Regions from separate parts of the Mus musculus genome. Here regions 2, 3, 4, 5 and 6 are each linked to region 1. A link is a contact called in public HiChIP or PLAC-seq and promoter capture Hi-C data. All regions are on one chromosome and are shown on one strand. Each heading gives the region's core, a stretch centred on a gene start, on an enhancer-like site or on the middle of the called end of the contact. The rest is flanking DNA. Distances are from core to core; before and after follow the strand shown. Region 1 holds the start of Itpripl2 (inositol 1,4,5-triphosphate receptor interacting protein-like 2). Region 2 has its middle 17 kb from the start of Gm35083. Region 3 overlaps Gde1 (glycerophosphodiester phosphodiesterase 1). Region 4 overlaps Gm34999 (a long non-coding RNA gene). Region 5 holds the start of Smg1 (SMG1 homolog, phosphatidylinositol 3-kinase-related kinase (C. elegans)). Region 6 holds the start of Vps35l (VPS35 endosomal protein sorting factor like).

What was found. Promoter capture Hi-C pulls out the DNA fragments that hold promoters and counts their contacts. HiChIP or PLAC-seq counts read pairs in DNA pulled down with a chosen protein or histone mark.
Region 2: a contact with region 1 is called in an HNF4G HiChIP or PLAC-seq map of pancreatic cancer cells. The contact joins the enhancer-like site here to the promoter of Itpripl2 in region 1. A contact is called at or near these places in 14 of 39 promoter capture datasets (the 3T3-L1 cell line, 3T3-L1-derived adipocytes, the C10 cell line and 9 more), 6 of 484 Hi-C or Micro-C datasets (3T3-L1-derived adipocytes, differentiating embryonic stem cells, embryonic fibroblasts and 1 more), 13 of 115 datasets of contacts at active chromatin or transcription factors (astrocytes, bone marrow-derived macrophages, embryonic basal ganglia and 8 more) and 3 of 9 other capture datasets (adipose tissue, embryonic stem cells and liver).
Region 3: a contact with region 1 is called in an H3K27ac HiChIP or PLAC-seq map of microglia, with 7 times the contacts expected there. The contact joins the enhancer-like site here to the promoter of Itpripl2 in region 1. A contact is called at or near these places in 6 of 39 promoter capture datasets (the 3T3-L1 cell line, 3T3-L1-derived adipocytes, the C10 cell line and 3 more), 2 of 484 Hi-C or Micro-C datasets (the HPC-7 cell line and nephron progenitors), 3 of 115 datasets of contacts at active chromatin or transcription factors (microglia, pro-B cells and stem cell-derived neural progenitor cells) and 1 of 9 other capture datasets (pancreatic islet).
Region 4: an H3K4me3 HiChIP or PLAC-seq map of bone marrow-derived macrophages shows a contact between it and region 1, with 5 times the contacts expected there. The contact joins the enhancer-like site here to the promoter of Itpripl2 in region 1. A contact is called at or near these places in 3 of 39 promoter capture datasets (the C10 cell line, the HPC-7 cell line and liver), 3 of 484 Hi-C or Micro-C datasets (Th1 cells, bone marrow-derived macrophages and muscle stem cells), 2 of 115 datasets of contacts at active chromatin or transcription factors (bone marrow-derived macrophages and trophoblast stem cells) and 1 of 9 other capture datasets (bone marrow-derived macrophages).
Region 5: a promoter capture Hi-C map of embryonic stem cells shows a contact between it and region 1. The contact joins the promoter of Smg1 here to the promoter of Itpripl2 in region 1. A contact is called at or near these places in 14 of 39 promoter capture datasets (the 3T3-L1 cell line, 3T3-L1-derived adipocytes, the C10 cell line and 8 more), 3 of 484 Hi-C or Micro-C datasets (all in embryonic stem cells), 4 of 115 datasets of contacts at active chromatin or transcription factors (effector CD8 T cells, memory CD8 T cells, microglia and 1 more) and 2 of 9 other capture datasets (adipose tissue and liver).
Region 6: an HNF4G HiChIP or PLAC-seq map of pancreatic cancer cells shows a contact between it and region 1. The contact joins the promoter of Vps35l here to the promoter of Itpripl2 in region 1. A contact is called at or near these places in 3 of 39 promoter capture datasets (the C10 cell line, cranial neural crest and embryonic stem cells), 1 of 484 Hi-C or Micro-C datasets (embryonic stem cells) and 3 of 115 datasets of contacts at active chromatin or transcription factors (memory CD8 T cells, pancreatic cancer cells and pro-B cells).

What each region holds. Positions count from the first base shown.
Region 1 is chr7:118,490,661-118,493,629 of GRCm38.p6, reverse strand. Itpripl2 (inositol 1,4,5-triphosphate receptor interacting protein-like 2) reads left to right here and starts at 1,655. Exons shown (of 1, transcript NM_001033380.3): 1 at 1,655-2,969. The coding sequence starts at 2,296.
Region 2 is chr7:118,308,306-118,311,226 of GRCm38.p6, reverse strand. No RefSeq gene overlaps it. Among named protein-coding and RNA genes, the nearest start is that of Gm35083, 17 kb to the left of the region's middle. Within about 2 kb of position 1,271, at least 14 of the 459 cell types and tissues checked have an H3K27ac peak or open chromatin away from gene starts, as enhancers often do. A contact at or near this core is called in pancreatic cancer cells, where this site is marked.
Region 3 is chr7:118,689,347-118,692,069 of GRCm38.p6, reverse strand. Gde1 (glycerophosphodiester phosphodiesterase 1) reads left to right here. Exons shown (of 6, transcript NM_019580.4): 5 at 276-487. Among named protein-coding and RNA genes, the nearest start is that of Gde1, 15 kb to the left of the region's middle. Within about 2 kb of position 1,284, at least 18 of the 459 cell types and tissues checked have an H3K27ac peak or open chromatin away from gene starts, as enhancers often do. A contact at or near this core is called in microglia, where this site is marked.
Region 4 is chr7:118,273,688-118,276,747 of GRCm38.p6, reverse strand. All of the region lies in intron 2 of Gm34999 (a long non-coding RNA gene), which reads right to left. Among named protein-coding and RNA genes, the nearest start is that of Gm23229, 4.6 kb to the left of the region's middle. Within about 2 kb of position 1,272, at least 94 of the 459 cell types and tissues checked have an H3K27ac peak or open chromatin away from gene starts, as enhancers often do. A contact at or near this core is called in the HPC-7 cell line, Th1 cells, bone marrow-derived macrophages and 2 more, where this site is marked.
Region 5 is chr7:118,241,910-118,244,957 of GRCm38.p6, reverse strand. Smg1 (SMG1 homolog, phosphatidylinositol 3-kinase-related kinase (C. elegans)) reads left to right here and starts at 1,321. Exons shown (of 63, transcript NM_001031814.1): 1 at 1,321-1,753. The coding sequence starts at 1,668. It overlaps 4930583K01Rik (RIKEN cDNA 4930583K01 gene), which reads right to left and starts at 1,051. Exons shown (of 2, transcript NR_027879.1): 1 at 993-1,051; 2 at 1-230.
Region 6 is chr7:118,738,936-118,741,808 of GRCm38.p6, reverse strand. Vps35l (VPS35 endosomal protein sorting factor like) reads right to left here and starts at 1,538. Exons shown (of 31, transcript NM_027815.4): 1 at 1,034-1,538. The coding sequence starts at 1,134.

The DNA.
Region 1 (2,969 bases), core at 406-2,905:
GTAAATCTTGGTATCAACTTAAACACAAGGGGGGCACCTTGTGAGGACACCCTAGGAATCCTCTGGACTCTGGCAACAGCATACATGGGATCTAAAAATAAATCCAGTGGCTGGGGAGATGGCTCAGTCAGTATAACACTCGCCTCACAAGCACGAAGACCCTTGTTCCATCCACAGAACCTCTGTGAGGAGGAGGCAGGTATGGAGGAGCAGCACACGATGGCCCGAATGTGAAACTCCAGCACTGGGGAGGTAGAAACAAGCCAATGCCTGGAGCTGCTGGCCACCGAAACAGCAACCTCAGGTTCAGTGAGACACCCTGTCTCAAAACCCAAGGCGGAATAGCACCCAAGGAATGACACTGAGGAATAACACCCAAGGTTAACTTATGGCTTTCACATATAAATGTGAGTGAACACACACACACACACACACACTTCTGCTTAGCCTGACTAGTTCAGTCAGGATCTCCTGGACTAATGCTGGGATGACCCTCTATCCTGGTTCTATGGTTGGGATCCCATATGCTCTAAGTCATTTACCCTTGCTCCCCTTATACAGCAGCAAGGTGTAATAAGTGTGAACAAATACAGACGACTATTCAAATACATTCAAATTGTTCCTGGGACTTTCGTGTTATGAAAAAGCGCAGGCTTTCCAGGTTTGTAAGAGTCCTCACAAAGGACTCAGAAAAAAAAAAAATGCCCAAAGGACACATGGACCTCTTCCCTGGCCACCCTGCCTTCTGACTCCTCTAGATGGAAGCACAGCTCTGCAAAGGCTGTGTGACTTTGGGTGATCTTTGGAACCTGGCTGGACTCTAGTATCAGAAAATCTGAGAAGATACTACTTATTGGCAATAGATATTAGCACTAAGGTCTTATCAGTATGGATTAGCATTAAAGTACAGAGTAAGTATGTACCATGTGACTGATGCAGGTATAAGGCAAACCAAAACCAAAACACAGTTCTTTCTTTCTTTTCTTTCCTTTTTAAAGTAAGTGTGTGTGTGTGTGTGTGTGTGTGTGTGTGTGTGTGTGTGTGTGTGTGCTTGCATATACGAGGAGGTCAGAGGGTAGGTAACTTGCAGAACACTTCTCTCCCTCCACTATGCAGGTTTGAGAATCAAACTCAGGTGGTGAGGCTGGGCATCAAACCTGTCTCCTGTCCTGCAAAAACTATCATTATCGCTTTGCACCAGCTCTCCCAGGTCTCAGATCCAACACTACCTCGTCAGACACCCTACAGTTTGGGGCAGGACTCTGAGGATCATCCTTTGGAAGATCAACCTGTACTCCTTCATTCAGCTTCCTTTCAGAACATCTGCTGGTGGGAATCTTTGTTTTTGAGACAGTCTATGTAGCCCAGACTAGTCTTGAACTCATGACTCCAGCCTCGGGATCAGAGGCAGTCATCACCACCCTTCTCTGTTCGTAGTCCCGTTTTACCAGACTGTGAGCTTGAATAACAGGCAAGAGAACCTCCACACTATCAACTGCATTCCCAGCCCTTAGGCTCCTGTCTAGTGCTTAGTAGGTACTCTACAGAGGTTTACAAGACAGCACAGCGGCAGACAGCTAGGGGCCACTTCCGCCCGAGCCTGCCACGCCGCCAGCGGGACTCGTTGGGGGTGGGGCCGGGCGAAGGGAGGGCCGGGCGGTGGGGCTGCAAGCCTTCCTCCAGCAACTTCCCAGTAAGTGCGGGATCAGATGCAGCCACCGCCCCGGAACCAGGCCTTCCCCGTTCTGCCTTCCAGGAGGGGGCCCAGGAGTAGCCCTCGGGAGTGCAGTCTCCCGCAAGTCCCGAAGTCCCTCTGGCCACCCGACGTCGAACCAGGCGGAGGCTGGGAGGGGGCCGCCCTCCCCGCGAGGCTCCAGACTCCGGCATTTCCTCCCGGCTGCCCGGCGCGGCCTTCCCCTCCGAAAGAAGAAAATCCCGGGACCCGAGTAACCCGGCCGATCGCCCCTGTGCACAGCTGTGGCGGAGCCAGGAGGGCCGCCCAGGGTAGGGTAGGAGTCCGGGGCAGAAGCCAGCCCAGGGCAGCGCGGCTGGGACTGAGCGGGACAGGGACAGGGCGCGGTCAGGGGCCGGAGCGAGCTGCGCGGGCGGCGCCTGGAAGGGGAACTTGAGCTAAGAGTGGAGGCAGAGCAGCGGGGCTGCTGGCCCCGGCGCTGCGAGCGGGGAGCCTCCTTCAAGGCCAAGGACACGGGGGCCTCGGGGCCTCCGGGACGCTGCGCGCATGCTGGGCAGGGGACACCACCCGGGCTCGCGCCCTGGGCCGCCCGGTCTCCCGGCATGTCCGTGCGGTACACGCTCAACCTGCGGGTCTTCTGGCCCTTGGTGACCGGGCTGTGCACGGCGCTGGTGTGCCTCTACCATGCCCTACGCAGCAGCGAGGATGCCCGGGCCGAGTCCCCCGACGGCGCAGACAGCGGTTTCCCGTTGCTCAAGGTGGCCATCCTTCTTCTCCTCGGCTACATCCTCCTACGATGTCGCCACGCCATCCGCCAGCGCCTGTTGCCAGGCTCTTCCCGCCCGCGTGGTCATGCCAACTTCTCAGCCAGATCCTTGCAAGAGCCAGGCCTGAGCATCTTACTGGAGAGTTACTATGAGCACGAAGTGCGCCTGTCGCCGCATGTGCTAGGTCACAGCAAGGCACATGTGAGCCGGATTGTGGGGGAACTAGTGCAAGCTGGCCGGGCCCGAGGGTCTCCAGGCCTCATCACCGGGGGAGCACTGGCTTTGGCCTTCCGGGGAGACTTCATCCAGGTGGGCAGCGCCTATGAACAGCATAAAATCCGCCGACCCGACAGCTTCGACGTGTTGGTGCCACTGCGACTCCCGCCGCAGGTGGCGCTGGAGCCGCGGAGCCTGGGGACCGAACCCTCGCTGACCCCAGCCTTCCGCAGCTGCTTCGTGTGCGCCCTCAAGGCACCACCCTCGCCATCGGGGGCCTCGACGGGCCAGTG
Region 2 (2,921 bases), core at 22-2,521, 180 kb after region 1:
CACATACACACACACATACACACGCACATACACACACACAAACACACGCACATACACACACACATACACACATGCACACATACACACACACATACACACACACACATACACACACGCACACATACACACGCACATACACACACACATACACACACACATACACACACACACACACACGCACATACACACACACATACACACACACACACACGCACACACATGCACACACACACACATACACACACACACACACACACACTACTCTAAATAAATATTTTAACAACAAAACAAACAAAAACAAGAAAATAAGGTGAAGAGCACCAACAAAGACACCTGAGATCACCCTCAGCCTCCACACACATGTGCAGATGCATATATGAACATGCACACATACATGCACATACACACATATACACGAGGTTGTCTTCCCATCATTTATAGCTTACAGTCAGAAGAACAATTCCAGTGAGCCCATTTAATCCTCAATCTTTTAAATCTTGTGTTATTATTATTACTATTATTTTATGTGAGTGTATATCACATGTATGTGAATGTACCATGAAGGTCATAAAAAGATGTCTGACCCCTTGTACCCGGAGTTACAGACGTTTGTGAGCCGACCAACAGGGGTGCTGGGGTCCAAGCTTGGGTCCTCACCATAGATCACAAAGCGCTCTGAACCACTGAGCCATCTCTCCAGTCCCACAAGTTCTATTTTTTAAACTGTAATTTTTTTCTTTAGGTTGGCTGAGTTGAGATTCTCAATACCATAAGCACAAATGAGAATATACAAAGTGGGCAAATACATGAATATGAAGAAAGACTGTGGCTGCGAGTGTGTGCAGCCTGGAGCCGAGCGCACCAGCTCTGTAAATAACCAAAGAGGGATTATGTGATAGAAGAAGTCGGTGTATTTTGGACTAAGCTGAAAGTCAGAACCAGCCCCGTAGAGTGGGACTTACATAAAGCAAATTTTCATTTATTCTAAGAAAAACTGCAAACAATTTGAGCTACTTATTGCTGGAAAGGGCTGGCCGAGGGGACAGAGAAGGGACCCAGACACTGAATTCATTCCTACAAGGATGGAGGGGGTCCTGGGCAGGTCTGGGAGGGTAAGATCAGGCCAGAAGCTCAAAAATGTGTACAGAATCTACAGGTGATGGTGTTCTAGCAGCTGTGCTGCGTGGGTCTGCAGTGGAGCCCAGAGGGTGCCTTCTAACCAACTCTGAGGAAGGCAGGCCCTGCTGCCCCATGAACCACACCTTGGGTAGCTCAGAACTCAGTAAGCTCTGTAGACCTTAGGACTCTGGGGTTCAGTGCCTGTGACCTCAAGCTGATAGGAACCACACCCATTCCTTTCCTTTTCTTCAGGATTATTTGTTTAATGGGGAGTGGGGAGCACACACCAGCTATGGCGCTCATAGGAATCCATAAAACGCCACGAATTCCATCCTCTCCTTCCACCGTGAAGAGCCCAGGGATCAAACCCAGGCCGTCAGGCTTGTCAGCAAGCCTCTTTTCCCTCTGAGCCACCTCCACAGCCCTCTTTTTTATTAAAACAATTTACATATAATATTTGTACGGAATGGCAGGCTTGTGGTATTTTCCCTTTTTTTTTTTTTTTTTTTTTTTTAGCATCAGTCTGTGTCAAAATCATCTGACTCTCAATCCCTTTGTCCCTTCCTTTTCTGCTGATTCTCCCACTCTCAAAAGGGTGTGTGTCACACTCCTGGAACCTGCTTTATTTACTTTTTATAATGCAAAGTTCACTTAAGACAGAAAACATACGCTATTTGTTCCTGGGTCTGGCTTATTTTCAGTTCCACCCATTTTACTGCGACTTCATTTCACTCTTTATGGCTGAATAACAGTCTGCACATGAGTATAGATGAGTGGCACACATTCTTCCTCCATCCATTAAAGCTGACCCGTCGTCTGTTATACTTCTAGAACTTAGCACAGTCCTTGGCACACAGTAGGTACTCAAAACCAAAAGCAAAATGTATTAAGTGCTACTCAGCAATAAAAAGAAACCAAGTGGTTCTTTTTGTTGTTTGGGGGGCACCGGGCTTGAAGCCGCCAGGCACAAAGCATGTCAGACAAGCCTATACAGTACTCATCCTATTTTTATTACACTAGTTTATTATATGTGTGTTGGCATGCTATAGAGGTCAGAGTCCAACTTTTAGGAGTCTCTCCTTCCTAAGGAGATTTAGGGTTCAGGAGTAAACCCAAGTTGTCAGGGCAAGATCCTTTACCAACTGAGCTGTCTCAATGGCCCCTCTATGACATTCTTTAAAAGACAATACTACACTGACATAGAATATATAAGAACTTGCAAGGAACCAAGAGAGGGAGGAGAATGTAATTATAAAAGAATAAATGGGAAGTTGGGGGTGGGCAATGAAACTGTTTATATTCTCATGGTGACTAAAGAAATCTCTACATGTATTAAAATGTACAGATATGCATTCCAAAAAGGTCAGTCATGCCGTGTGATCATTTTAAAATAAATAGTTTGTGATAACTATTATCACAACCAGGCATTTACTAAATACCTATCTGGAAACAAGCCAGATCCACGGGTGTTTGTTCAAGTCGACGTGATGAAGGCTGGGGCTGTAGCCCAGTAGCAATCGCTTGCCTGGCAAGTGAGAGTCCTGGACTCTAAAGCATCATCATCACCAACAACAACAACAAAAAGGATGTGAAAGAAAAAGCTGCCATGGGCTGGCGAGATGGCTCAGTGGGTAAGAGCACTGACTGCTCTTCTGAAGGTCCTGAGTTCAAATCCCAGCAACCACATGGTGGCTCACAACCACCCATAATGGGAATGGCATGTCTGAAGACAGCTACAGTATACTTAACGTATAATAAGCAGGAGCAAGGACTGAGCGAGTGGAGTTGACTGGAGCGAGTGG
Region 3 (2,723 bases), core at 35-2,534, 200 kb before region 1:
GGGCCTCATGCCTGCCACCACGCTGAGGCTGGGCTCCCTCGGCAGCCAGGTTCTCTCTGTTTGATAGGGCAGTTCCTGTAGGACTGTGAGGAAGAGGCCCTCAATTGTAGTGGGCGTTGCATACCTACATCTACTTTGTTTCTCAAAGGACTTGTGAGAGATGGCAAACGTGGTCGCTATGGGGCCCTCATCAAATGAATATTTGGTAAATCTAAAATTTTTAGAAATTATAGACTTAAGAGATGATCATTTTCTTTTCCAAAATTCCTTTTCAGATGAGACAAACGGATCAGAAGGTAATCACAGCCCTAACTCACAGGCCTTGGAGCCTGAGCCACACTGGAGATGGGAAGCCTCGCTACAGCGTCTTTTGGAAGCAGTCTGTGTTTGTGGTGTTGGACATCTTGCTGGACTGGAGCATGCACAATGTCTTGTGGTACCTGTGTGGGATTTCAGCCTTCCTCATGCAGAAGGATTTTGTCTCCCCGTAAGTTAGAAGTTTTTGTCTCTTGGCTTCTGGTGTCCTGGGTGCTTTTTCTGGAAAGGAGGCGTTAAAGAAGTGGGCAGACTGAGTTGTTTGTGACTCATGGGTCCCCTGGCCTGTAAGTTAGAGCAGTGCCAGCTGCTGGAAGTGTGTGGGAAGATGTCAGACATGGTTCATTGATTCACAACAGGCTAACCAGATACTCTGTTTCATTAGTTTGTTTGTTTACTGCTTGTATGTGTAGTGTTTGTATGTGTGCTGTATGTATGTGTAGTGTTTGTATGTGTGGTACCTGTATGTGTGGTGTGTGTTTGTATGTTGTATGTGTGGGACTCACTGATGGAGCTGGTCCTGTGAGAAGCTACCTTTTCCTCAGGATCTTCTCCAGCTCCTGAGCACTGGGACTATAGATGGTCTGTGATGTCTCCCAGTTTTTATGTGGCTGCTGGACACCCAACTCTGGTTCTTGAATGACAAGCATTTTTTATTATGTTTTAAAAGTAAATTACAATTTATAACATATTAATCATGTAATATGTCAGCAAGTTCTTGCTCTCCGTGTAAATGTGTGTGGCAGAGCTGATGCATCATAGCCCACCTCATCAAACAGGGTTTCTCTGTGTAGCTCTGCCTGTCCTGAAGCTCACTCTGCAGACCTCTGGCTTCAAACCCACAGAGATTTACCTGCCTCTGCCTCTCCAGTGAGTGCTGGGATTAAGCTTACACCACCGCCCAACCCCAGTCCAGTGTTGTAAAGCATTTTTAGAAAGTGGTGACATTGCACTGCTTGTGATTGGCTCCCTTGGGAAACTAGACGGAGGGAAGTGCCACAGCGGAAACCGCGTATGGCCATGGCCTTCTAGCTCCCATCCTCCCTTCTGCTTGTCTGTTCTCTCGCTTACTGACATCTCTGAGCTGTCTGTGGCAGCCTTAGAGCTGTAGACGCACACTGTAGCTCCATCCGACTTCCAGCTTGCTATTCTGGCAGCCATTTGGCTATGGCCAACAGTGCTGTCAGGTGCTGCATGAGGAAGCGGAGGGTACAGTAGTGAAGAAGCAGAGCCGCGCTCTTTGCCTCCTTGACTTCCATGTCCAATTGGACAGGGATGCCAGTCCAGCCTTGAGTCTAGTAAATACAAAGCCACAGCTGAGGGCTGCCAGTGGGTAAGTGCTTCTGTGCGAGCTTTGGGGTCTGAGTTCACATTCCTAGCAGCCGGATGCAAACTGGCGCAGTAGCATGTGTGTGGCTAGAGCAGCAGATTCTGGGAATCAGTCTAGCTGGAGCTTCGATCTCCGGGTTCATTGAGACACCCTGTCTCAAATCTAAGATGAGAACAATAGTGAAAGACAGCGCCATCAACAGCTTCAAGGACAGCAGTGCATAGGCCTTGTATTCTGATCTAGTTTCGCACAGGGAGGTGTCCCAAGGAAGAAGGAGGGGAATGGTAATTGTTACCACGGTGGCACAGGCCTGAAAGTCAAGCAACTCTGGAGGCTAAAGCAGAAGGATTGCATGTTCAAGGGCAGCCCGGGCTCCAGTGAGAGCATAAAACAGAAGTGAAGAGACGCTGCGGTACAGTTGAGGATGACTGCCTCCCTGCGTGCCCGAGGCCCAGGGTCACACTCCAGCCTCTCTATCAGCCAGCGGGTAAAGGACATCCAGGCCTGCTCTTGTCGGGCCAGTGCTGTGGGAGCACGTGAGGAAGTGGGCATGGTGGAGGTGGGAGGCTCACACCTGGGTCTCTTTACCTGGCCTCACCAGAGTGGTTACCTGGCATCTTCCTTGAGGATGTCTCAGCTACACGCCAAGGTAGCTCATTTGTCTTGAGAAATTACCAGTTCTGGAGTGGGGGCTGTGAGCCTTTTGTCTGCCTGGAAGTCACTGAATCATCTTGAATCACCTGTAAATCTGAGAAAATGTGGTTGTTCTAGGCTTGCTGTTTGAAGGTATGTTTCTGGTTTGTGTCACAACAGCTGCTTTTATATTGTGACCTTTCCCATACCTGGGGACACTCAGGACTTCTCAGCTTTTCACCAGATATGGGACAGGGTGCCAGGAGCAAACTAAGCTCTGCCTGTGAACTGCAAGGAAGAAAGCGTTGAGGGAGGGTGTAGAGCGCTGTTCTTCCCCAGGAGCGGAGGACAGAGAAGCTCTGGTGACCTGAAAGGGAGGCTCCTGCAGTACAGAGAGAAACGGACAGTGTGGTTGGTGTAAGAGGGCAGAGATGATAGCCCTTGG
Region 4 (3,060 bases), core at 23-2,522, 220 kb after region 1:
GGGTTGGTGGTGGCGCACACCTTTGATCCCAGCACTTGGGAGGCAGAGGCAGGTGGATTTCTAAATTCGAGGCCAGCCTGGTCTACAGAGTGAGTTCCAGGACAGCCAGTACTACACAGAGAAACCCTGTCTCTAAAAATAAATAAGTAAATAAATAAAAAGAAATTTACTGCTGGAGAGTACAAACTTTGTCAAAGGCTTACAGTGATGTCCCAGGAGTCTGTGCGGCTAAGAGAAGCCCTCCCCTCATCCTTTTCCCCTTGTTAGCCTCCAAGATTGTGGGTTGCAGATTTCAAGAGAGGGAGGGGGATACCTAGATAGATAGACAGACAGACAGACAGACAGAAGATAAGTAGGACTCTTTCTGGAGTTTGATTTGGGACTTCTCAGCTTTTACAAGTTGGGGACCTAATGCCTCCCTTTTCTTCTGCAGAATTTGGAATCCAGAGAAAACACTGAGGGCACAGGTCACCTGTAATGACCAATAAGGAGATCCCAGGGCTCCTTCAGAATCCAGTTCTGCCCGCTCTACGAACACACTACATGGCTGTGCCGTTGTAGCTGTGCCTGTTACATATATTCTGTCAGTAAGGAGTTGGGTATCCATTCTAAGCTGATAGTTAAATAAATGGGGAGAAGCCTGAGACATACCACCATAAATAATAACTAACTGTGCAATCAGACTTCCAGAAAAGCCTGAGGAAAAGCAGGTTCCGTTAGGCTGATCACTCTGGGTTCTGGTGCAGTAATGGGCAGTGGCACCTCCCAAGCCTACTGCAAGACGAGCTCCCTGTCTGTCAATCAAATAAGGCCCAAGGGATGACTCAAGTTTGTAAGCCTAGGGCTTGGGAGATAAAGTCAGGTGTATTTCTGTGAATTTGAAGCTAGGCTAGTCTACGTTAGTTTTAGCCAGGCTACATAGTGAAATTCTGTTTAAAAACAAACAAACAAACAATAGTCCAGACTCTGACTCACAAAACAAATAAACAAAGGAGCAGAGAACCATATGTACCAGTAGATGCTTGTCTTTGTGTGGGAGGCTACAGCGTGATGTTACAGACTGGGATAGACTGGCGGCTTACAAACAGCAATTCATTTCTCAGAATTCTACCATCTAGAAAGTCCAGTGTCGAGACACCAACAGATGCAGTGTCTGAGGAGGACCTAACTTCTATAACTTTTGTACTATACCTTCCCACAGTAGGGGTAATGGTTTGAATGCGAAATGTCCTTACAGTGTTTGAACACTTGGTCTCCACGTGGTGGCACCGTTCAGAAAGATTGGAGAACCTTACAATGTGGAACGTGACTACAGGAAGTGGATCAGTAGAGCCTCGCCTTACAGGTCATAGTCAAGCCTGTTTCTAACCCAAGTTCTTCCCCTCTCTGTCTCTGCTTCCTGCTCTGTGGAAATTTGAGGAATCCTAGACACATTCTCCACAGTGTGAAGTCTGTTGTGCCTTCTCTGCTGTTGTAAATGAAGACTGCTCAAACTGTAAGCCCAAATAACTCTTTCTCTTCTCTTCAAATTTTTTCACAGTAATGTAAAAAGGTAGCTATATCAGGGCGAGGCCTCTCTCTTAAGGGTACTAGTCCTCTTCTCGTGGACTCAGTTTCCACAGCCTGACCATCCCGGCCTCTACCTCTCAATGCTAGAATTGCAGGCATGCACCACCACCTGGGTGTTTGCCCCATGCTTTGGGAGGAACCAGGACTTCCTGCATGCCTGGCAAGCACTCTGCCAACTGAGCTAACATCTCCAGCTCTCAAAGCCTTACCTTCTAAAGCAGCGGTTCTCAACCTATGGGACTGCGACCCTTTTGGGGGTCACACAACCCCTTCACAGGGGTCACCTAAGACCATTGGAAAACACAGAGATTTACATTACAATTCATGACAGTACCAAAATTACAGTTATGAAATAGCAACAAAAATAATTTTATGATTGGGAGTCACCACAAAACAAGGAACTATCTTAAAGGGTCGCAGCATCAGGAAGGCTGAGAACCACTGCTTCTAGAACATTTTGGGATCTGGGTTTTCAACAGATGAGGCCAAAGGAGAAAGCATGTTGAGACCCTAGGGTGGCTCTGTGGATGCTGGTGACCTAAACTGCTTCTGTACTGACGCTGTCAACCCCTTGGAGTGAGGGGTGCTTCTAACTAGAATCACCTGTGGCAATTCCTAATGTGTAAGTTACAGGTTGGGTTCGAAAAGCTTTGCTGTCAGAGCTGGTTTTCCCCTAGGAACCGCAGCCAATGGCTCTTTTCTCCCAGGGAAGATCTGGAAATGCCTGGTCAAACTATGGAGTTACCCAAGCATTGCAAACCAGCCAGTTACGGAAAGCACCTGCTGGAGGAGAACACAGCCCACAGAGCAGCACATGGCTTCTCTCTAAATGGCTGATGGTAAAGGGCTTTCCTCTTGTGAAGGAGACTCTGCAGCAGGAGTAACTACAAAACCCACGATCGAACAAACGCTCCTGCTTGTTTTCAGGCCACATTATTATATAAACAGCTCCCAACTCTCTGCCTCCAAGTTGTCAAATTCCTCAAAGGGCGCTCAATTGAGAAGCCAATCCCAAGCCACATTTACTTGTCAGAAGGTCCATGTTGTGAGGACATGAATCTCAGAAGAATAGGACAGGCTGGGGATGTATAATAGCTCAGCAGTAAACATTTGTCTGGGGTGAATAAAGGAGAAAAGGGGGGAGGGAAGGGGCACACACAGAGCTCTAGGCTGAGGAAGCTCTTTGAATAATGTTCTCTTTAGAACAAAGAATTCCAGGGGTCTAAGGAGATAGCTTGGCTGGTAAGAGCAATTGCTGCACAAGAGAGAGTATCTAAATTTAAAAACCTGTAAAATAGAGCTGAACTTGGCCTTAGTATACCTGTGACCCCAGGGCTTCTGGAGTTAGAGACAGAAAGATAATTGAGGCTTACTGTCTACCAGCCTAGCTCTAAGTTCAATGAGAGACCCCGTCTTAAAGGATGAGGTGGAGAGTGATACAGACTACCCAGTGTCCTTCAGGCCTCTGCACATGCATGCACACATGCAGGC
Region 5 (3,048 bases), core at 72-2,571, 250 kb after region 1:
CTTTGAGCATTCTACTTTCTGAGCCATGTCCTTGGTAACAATTTTGAATTACTTAAGTGATGTATACATACTTCTCTTGTGAGGCAAAACGATGGATGGCCTAAAAACTTTATGTGGAAAAGGTTTAAATACTTGCTTGATGTGTATCTCGGCTATTTTTAAAGTTGAGCCTGCAGCTAGGGAGATAGCTCAGTCATTAAAGTGCTTGCCCCGCACACACGAGAAACCACCTGAAAAAAAGCCAGAAATGGTGTCACCGTTTGTAAAGCCAGCGTTGAGGAAACAGAAGATTCGTGGGGCTCTCTGGCCAGCTAGTGAGAGAGAGACCTTGCCTCAAAATACATGGTAGCTGGAGGCTTATGAGCAACACTTGAGGTTGTTCTCTGTACTTCACATGTAAACACGCACACAAAGGAGTATATTGCGTTCACATAATGTGCCCAGTGCTTTATCGAATTCTTTCAGGAGAGTGTGGGTAACAGGCCTCTTACTACTAGAAGGAACCAGATTACAGAGCACAGTTCATGGGGCAGGAAGCAGGCGTTGTTTTTCACTTTTGGAAAATATGTACCAGGACTGCATGACATTTCAGGTAGGGGTTGAAAAGGTGTCGCTTTCACTTCCCCTTCCTCGATTTTACTATTCTGACTTTTTCCCTTAAGACGGTGGCAGGCAGGTGGACGCACGTGAGCGCCAAGGGCACATCTGTGTGCGCGCATTAGCGCTCAAGGGCACGCTCCCCCTCCTGTCCTCCATTGGACGCCTGTTCACACCTGACTGCCGGTCCTCCGAGTGTATGGGAGGGCGTGTGTGGACCCGGGGTGGAGATCCCCTCTCCCATGATGCCCCGCGACGAGTCCACATTGCTCTCTACCACCCGCAGACAGAGCTGCTGCTCAGGAGGCCCAGGGAGGTCCGCTCGGGTCCCTGCTCTCCAGTAGTTCTCGCCTTCTCCTCAAAGCCCCACCCCTTTTAGCTACGCGAACGCGGACCTCGCCTTGAAGTCTAGGCTCTCAGAACTCCAGTGCCTCTCGAGCAGGTCCCGCCTTTTGACTTTCGCCCCTCCCCTCTCCAGGTTCAGCAGCCACAGACCACGCCCCAACTAGTCCCGCCCTTCTTCTCCAGGCTTGGGGCGCGCCGGCACCGCCCCTCCTAGGTGACCCTACCCCTGTCATAAGCCCCGCCTCTAGTCCATATTCTGTGACCAATAGCCCCGCCTTTCACCCCGAGCCCCGCCCCTCTCCAGGCTCCTAGGGCGCCGGCACCGCCCCTCGCTCCCAGCATGCCGTGCGGCAGCGGCGGCGCGGCGGGCGGAGCCGGGAGGCGGGGAAGCCGTGGCCGTGTGAGCGTGAGGAGCCGCCGCCACCGCCTCCTCGCTGTCCTCGTCCTCCTGGGCCCCAGCGTCGCGGGCCGCGCGCTGCCCTGGAAGAGACGTCGCCTCGCCTGCCTCCGCCTCCCCCTCGCCGCGCCGCTCCCGCCTCCTGCTCCTGCGTTGCGGGCTCCAGCGGAACCCGGAACGGCCGTCCGCCTCCCCCGCCCTCCGCCGCCCCCTCCGCGGCTTCCTCCTCAGCCCCGGGCCAGATCGCAGTGTCGGCGGCGGCCGGTTCAGGCGGCGACTCGCGCTTCTTCGGGCGGCGGCGCTTGGCCATGTCGTGTCGGGGAAGGTAATGAGCCGCAGAGCCCCGGGGTCTCGGCTGAGCAGCGGCGGCGGCGGCACCAAGTACCCGCGGAGCTGGAATGACTGGCAACCCAGGTGGGTGACCGCGTCGAGCCTCGCCTGGAGCTGGCCGAGGCCTAGGCCCGCGGGACTGGGAGGCGCGGCCTAGGCCCGCGGTCCCTGGAGCCGGGCGCGGCTTCCTGGGTGTCCTCCGGGCCTGGTCCGGCAGGAAAGCTGCGGGCAGCGGAGGCCTCTGTGCCCGGCTGGCCGCCTCAGCCGGATGGCTGGAGCAGTGGCTCTGAGCTTGGGTGGAGGAGGACGTTCCACTGCCGTCTAACTCCAAGTTGAGATTTGAGGTCCAGGAACCCTCCCTGTTACCTATTAACTTCCTCGGCTCCGCGTCCAGTCCTCATGCCAAAGACCACCTTAACTCTGCGTCCTTCTGGACTCCCACGTGTTAATTAATGTATTTTAAAAGCTGAGAACTCTACCGAGGTCTTCCTCTGACTTTAGACAGGATGTTAGTCGACCAAAAGATGAGATTATGGGACTGTGAATGAAATCGACACAATCAGGCACTGGGGCATTTTAAGTTTTCCCCAACTGCAGAAATAGTTTTTCTGGAAACAGTAATTTCCCAGGGCGCTTTGGAGTGAATTTGTATTCTCAGGAGTAGAGAAATTTCGTTTTGCATGAAGGAATTGGAGTCTGGTTGGATTTAAAATATTAAGAGAAAAATACGAAAGAAAAACTATTTCTAGTCAGTTCTTTCTGATTATGGACTGGTTATACTTAATGTAGGTTCCCATTCTTTGCTGAGTAAAGGCTTCAAGTATTCAGAGACTACTTGAGCTTTAACAGTGCCTAGGACTTCCTAAATGTATAAAACCTGTCTTTCAGTAGAAGTTGATGTATTCTTTGAAGTACACTCCGTTGTTCAGAATGGCCACGTGAATGGAAAGCGTACACTTTTTGGTGTTGGTCTTGCTTTCTAGTAGATCCTCCTAATTTCAGAACAGCTTGGAAGTGGAGTATTTTAGAAGTTAGTGTGTTACATTTTAAGAGTTGGTAGAGAAATTAAAATGCTCTTTGGCTAATAGGGGTACACTTATTTTGTTTAACGTGCATTCCTAAACATTGTGTCTCTTGAGAACTGATGTTTGTGACTAAATGATTGTAAAAACGAATGCCTAAGTCTAGATTTGAGATTTGAAGCAGTTATAAGGAGTGTTTGCAAAATCATCGCTTTGACTTGCCCTGCATGAAGGTTTGTGCAGTGCGTTAAATAAAACAAGTTGACATTCTTTTCATTGACATGCTTTGATTTCACTGTTATTGAAATGTGTGAGGTTTGATTTTAAGCAGCTGACACATTAGGTGATAAATGAACT
Region 6 (2,873 bases), core at 289-2,788, 250 kb before region 1:
CTGTCTCTCTCATTAAAGAACACGAAGTCAGTGGGTAAAACTGAAAGATGGGCGTGCACTCCCACACACTTGCTCAAGAGAGACGGCTACAGAGACCATAGGCACGAGCAGAGCTGGGGTCTCAGCAGTATGGAAAACGAAAACATCCAAGGTTAAGCCAGCACAAGCAGGTGAAGCCAACCCACGGTGTGATACGGCACCACGCTGACGTGCTGTGTCCTTAAGTGGTCACTTAAGAGTCTGCAGGGTGGAGTGAATTAAAGTGTCCGGCCAAAAAGCCAGAGGGTTGATGTTGGTTATGTTCAAGGCCTAGCGCTACAAATTTCTTTCATGCTCAAACGCAGAAATTTTGCCCCTGAGATGCAAGGTCTCCAACGTCCAACCACATTATCATCCGCTTATCCTATGTGGGTTCTTTATCGACACAAATCACCTGTGACAACCTAAAGGTCACCTCACTTCTAAGCACAAAAAGGCCCGTATGCCAGTCACTTGGGTACACACTATTCCTTCCTGCTTGGTGAGCTCGTATGCATCCTGCAAGACCCAGTTGAAGGCTCTTCTCTGCAGTCTACCCAAGCCGCCAGGGGAGTTGACTGACTGCCCCCTCTCTCCTTTGGGCGTGTCCTCTCTCTAATACGTTCTACTACGTTGAACAACGAGGTAAAGAAGCGTGTCTGGGGACCCTACATAGAGTAGGGTGAATGGTCCCACTTTACAGATGAGAAAGTCTAAGGAGCTCAAGGAACAAGCGACCAGGTCTCCCAGGTGCAGACTCCGGGCGAATTCATCCCCTTCCCCAGAACTCCCAGGCGTGCCAACGTCTCCCAAGGAGGCGGAAGCCTTGGATGGAGTCCGTCTGAGTGAAGGAGCTGCGGAACAGAGGAGAGGAGCAGAGTACTGACAGCGGTTCTGCTCTTCCGTAGTCCTGACAGCCCGGGCGGGGACGGAGGCCACCGATCCCAACAAGGAGGACTGCCCACCCCCACTGAGAGGAGCCCTCCCCGAAGCCTACTAGCGGGTTTTTCCTTACCAGGGAAAGACAGCCATCTTCCCAGTCACATGATCGCCTGTTTTCCGCGTCCAGCCCCTTTTCTCACATCCAGGGAAGCTCGGCCCCGCCCCAGACGCCATGATTGTGAAGGGCAGCTTCCGCTCTGAAGATCCCGGGCTCCGTCATCCGCCATGATTGTGAGGGGCAACTTCCTCCGGATTCCGATCCTCCGCAGTTGTATCGGGCAATGGCCCGGCAAAACCCAAGCTCCGTCATCGGCCTTGATTTTATTTTTTCTTTTTATTTTGTTAATAGAAATCCATTTACGTCTGCCTCCGAATGATGGGATTAAAGGCCTGCATCACCACGCCTTGCTTAAATCCCATTCGTATTATGTAAATATGTGCACGGAGGTCAGTGGATAACGGACAGGTGTTGGTCCTTTCTTCGCTTGGCACTAGATGCCATTACCTTCTGAGCCATCCCATTCACACACACACACACACACACACACACACACACGATGCCATTACCTTCTGAGCCATCCCATTCACACACACACACACACACACACACACACACACACACACACACACACACACACACACCGCCCCCCAGTCTTGTAAGGGGTAAGACGCCACTGGCTGCTTGGCCCGCCTGCGCCCTCTAGTGACAAAAAGGAGTGCACACACCCATCCCTGCTGAGGGCCAGACACAAGTGATTATGAAGTGAATTCTGTTTGGTGTGGGTTCTCTTCATGCTTCGTAAGGATGAACACTTTGGGCATTTTCCCCCCACTACTGACAATCTACGTCCGAATACGGGCAAGCAAGTTCTGTTCTTGACCACAGAACTTTGGCGCTCCTGTTTTAAGCCCCACCCCACCCCACCCCCATGGATAAATTATGATAGGGTGACTGCACTCAATGCACTTTGCCCACTCCCTTCTCAATAGAAACTTCTGGAGTATCTATCATTAATCACTTGTTTTTGGAAAACTGATGCTCAAAGCTGGTGAGTGTCAAACTCTAACTCAAATAAGAATGGATTAAGACTGGGAAATTAGCAGACTGTCTATTCATACCATCCTGGTTCTACTCCCAAGTGCATTTCCTTATGGAAAGAGCAGCATCCTCTTATGCGTTCTGGAAAAGGCAACGGAATATACTTTAACTAGGACTGACATTTTCAGAGTCCCAGTTTCTTCCTCTGTGAAACTGAGCTAACTGCTAAGGTGACAGGAGGTTATAAAATCCCTGTCTCCGGGGCAAACCTCAGATGCTGTAGTTAGTGAGGCAGGCAAGACAGGCTGCTCTTGGTTGGCCTTTGCTCTCAGAGCCTTTCTCTCTGTAGCGCTGACCCTGGTCTATAACAGAGCAGGGCATCTACTGTAAATGGGCATGCCACTTGCCTGGGGACTGTAAAACAGTGGCTCTGGGATAGTTGTGTGTACAATTCTAGGGGACACTGCTGTTGGTGGTTCCTTTGAAAGAATGGTAGCAGTTTGGGTGGTAAGAAGCAACTATGAGGCACTAAAGGCAGGGGACCAATTGTCCTTCGTACATTCGTCAAACCCATCCCATCTTATGTATAAAATAGATGATGGGGAACTATCATAAAACAGGCTACATTTCTGGAAAGGATAGATAACTAAAGGGTTCTTCTTACCACATGCTAAGACCATGGTTTTGTGGCATCTCTGTCAGTGTCCCTAAAGAACTGTAAAATCTGGGCTGGAGAAATGCGTTATCTGGTAAGCACTTGCTGTTCTTCCAGAAAACCCAGATTTGATTTCTAGAACCCAAACTCACAACCATCTGTATCTCCAGTCCCAGGGGATCTGATGCCCTCTTCTGGCCTACAGAGGTACATGTGGTA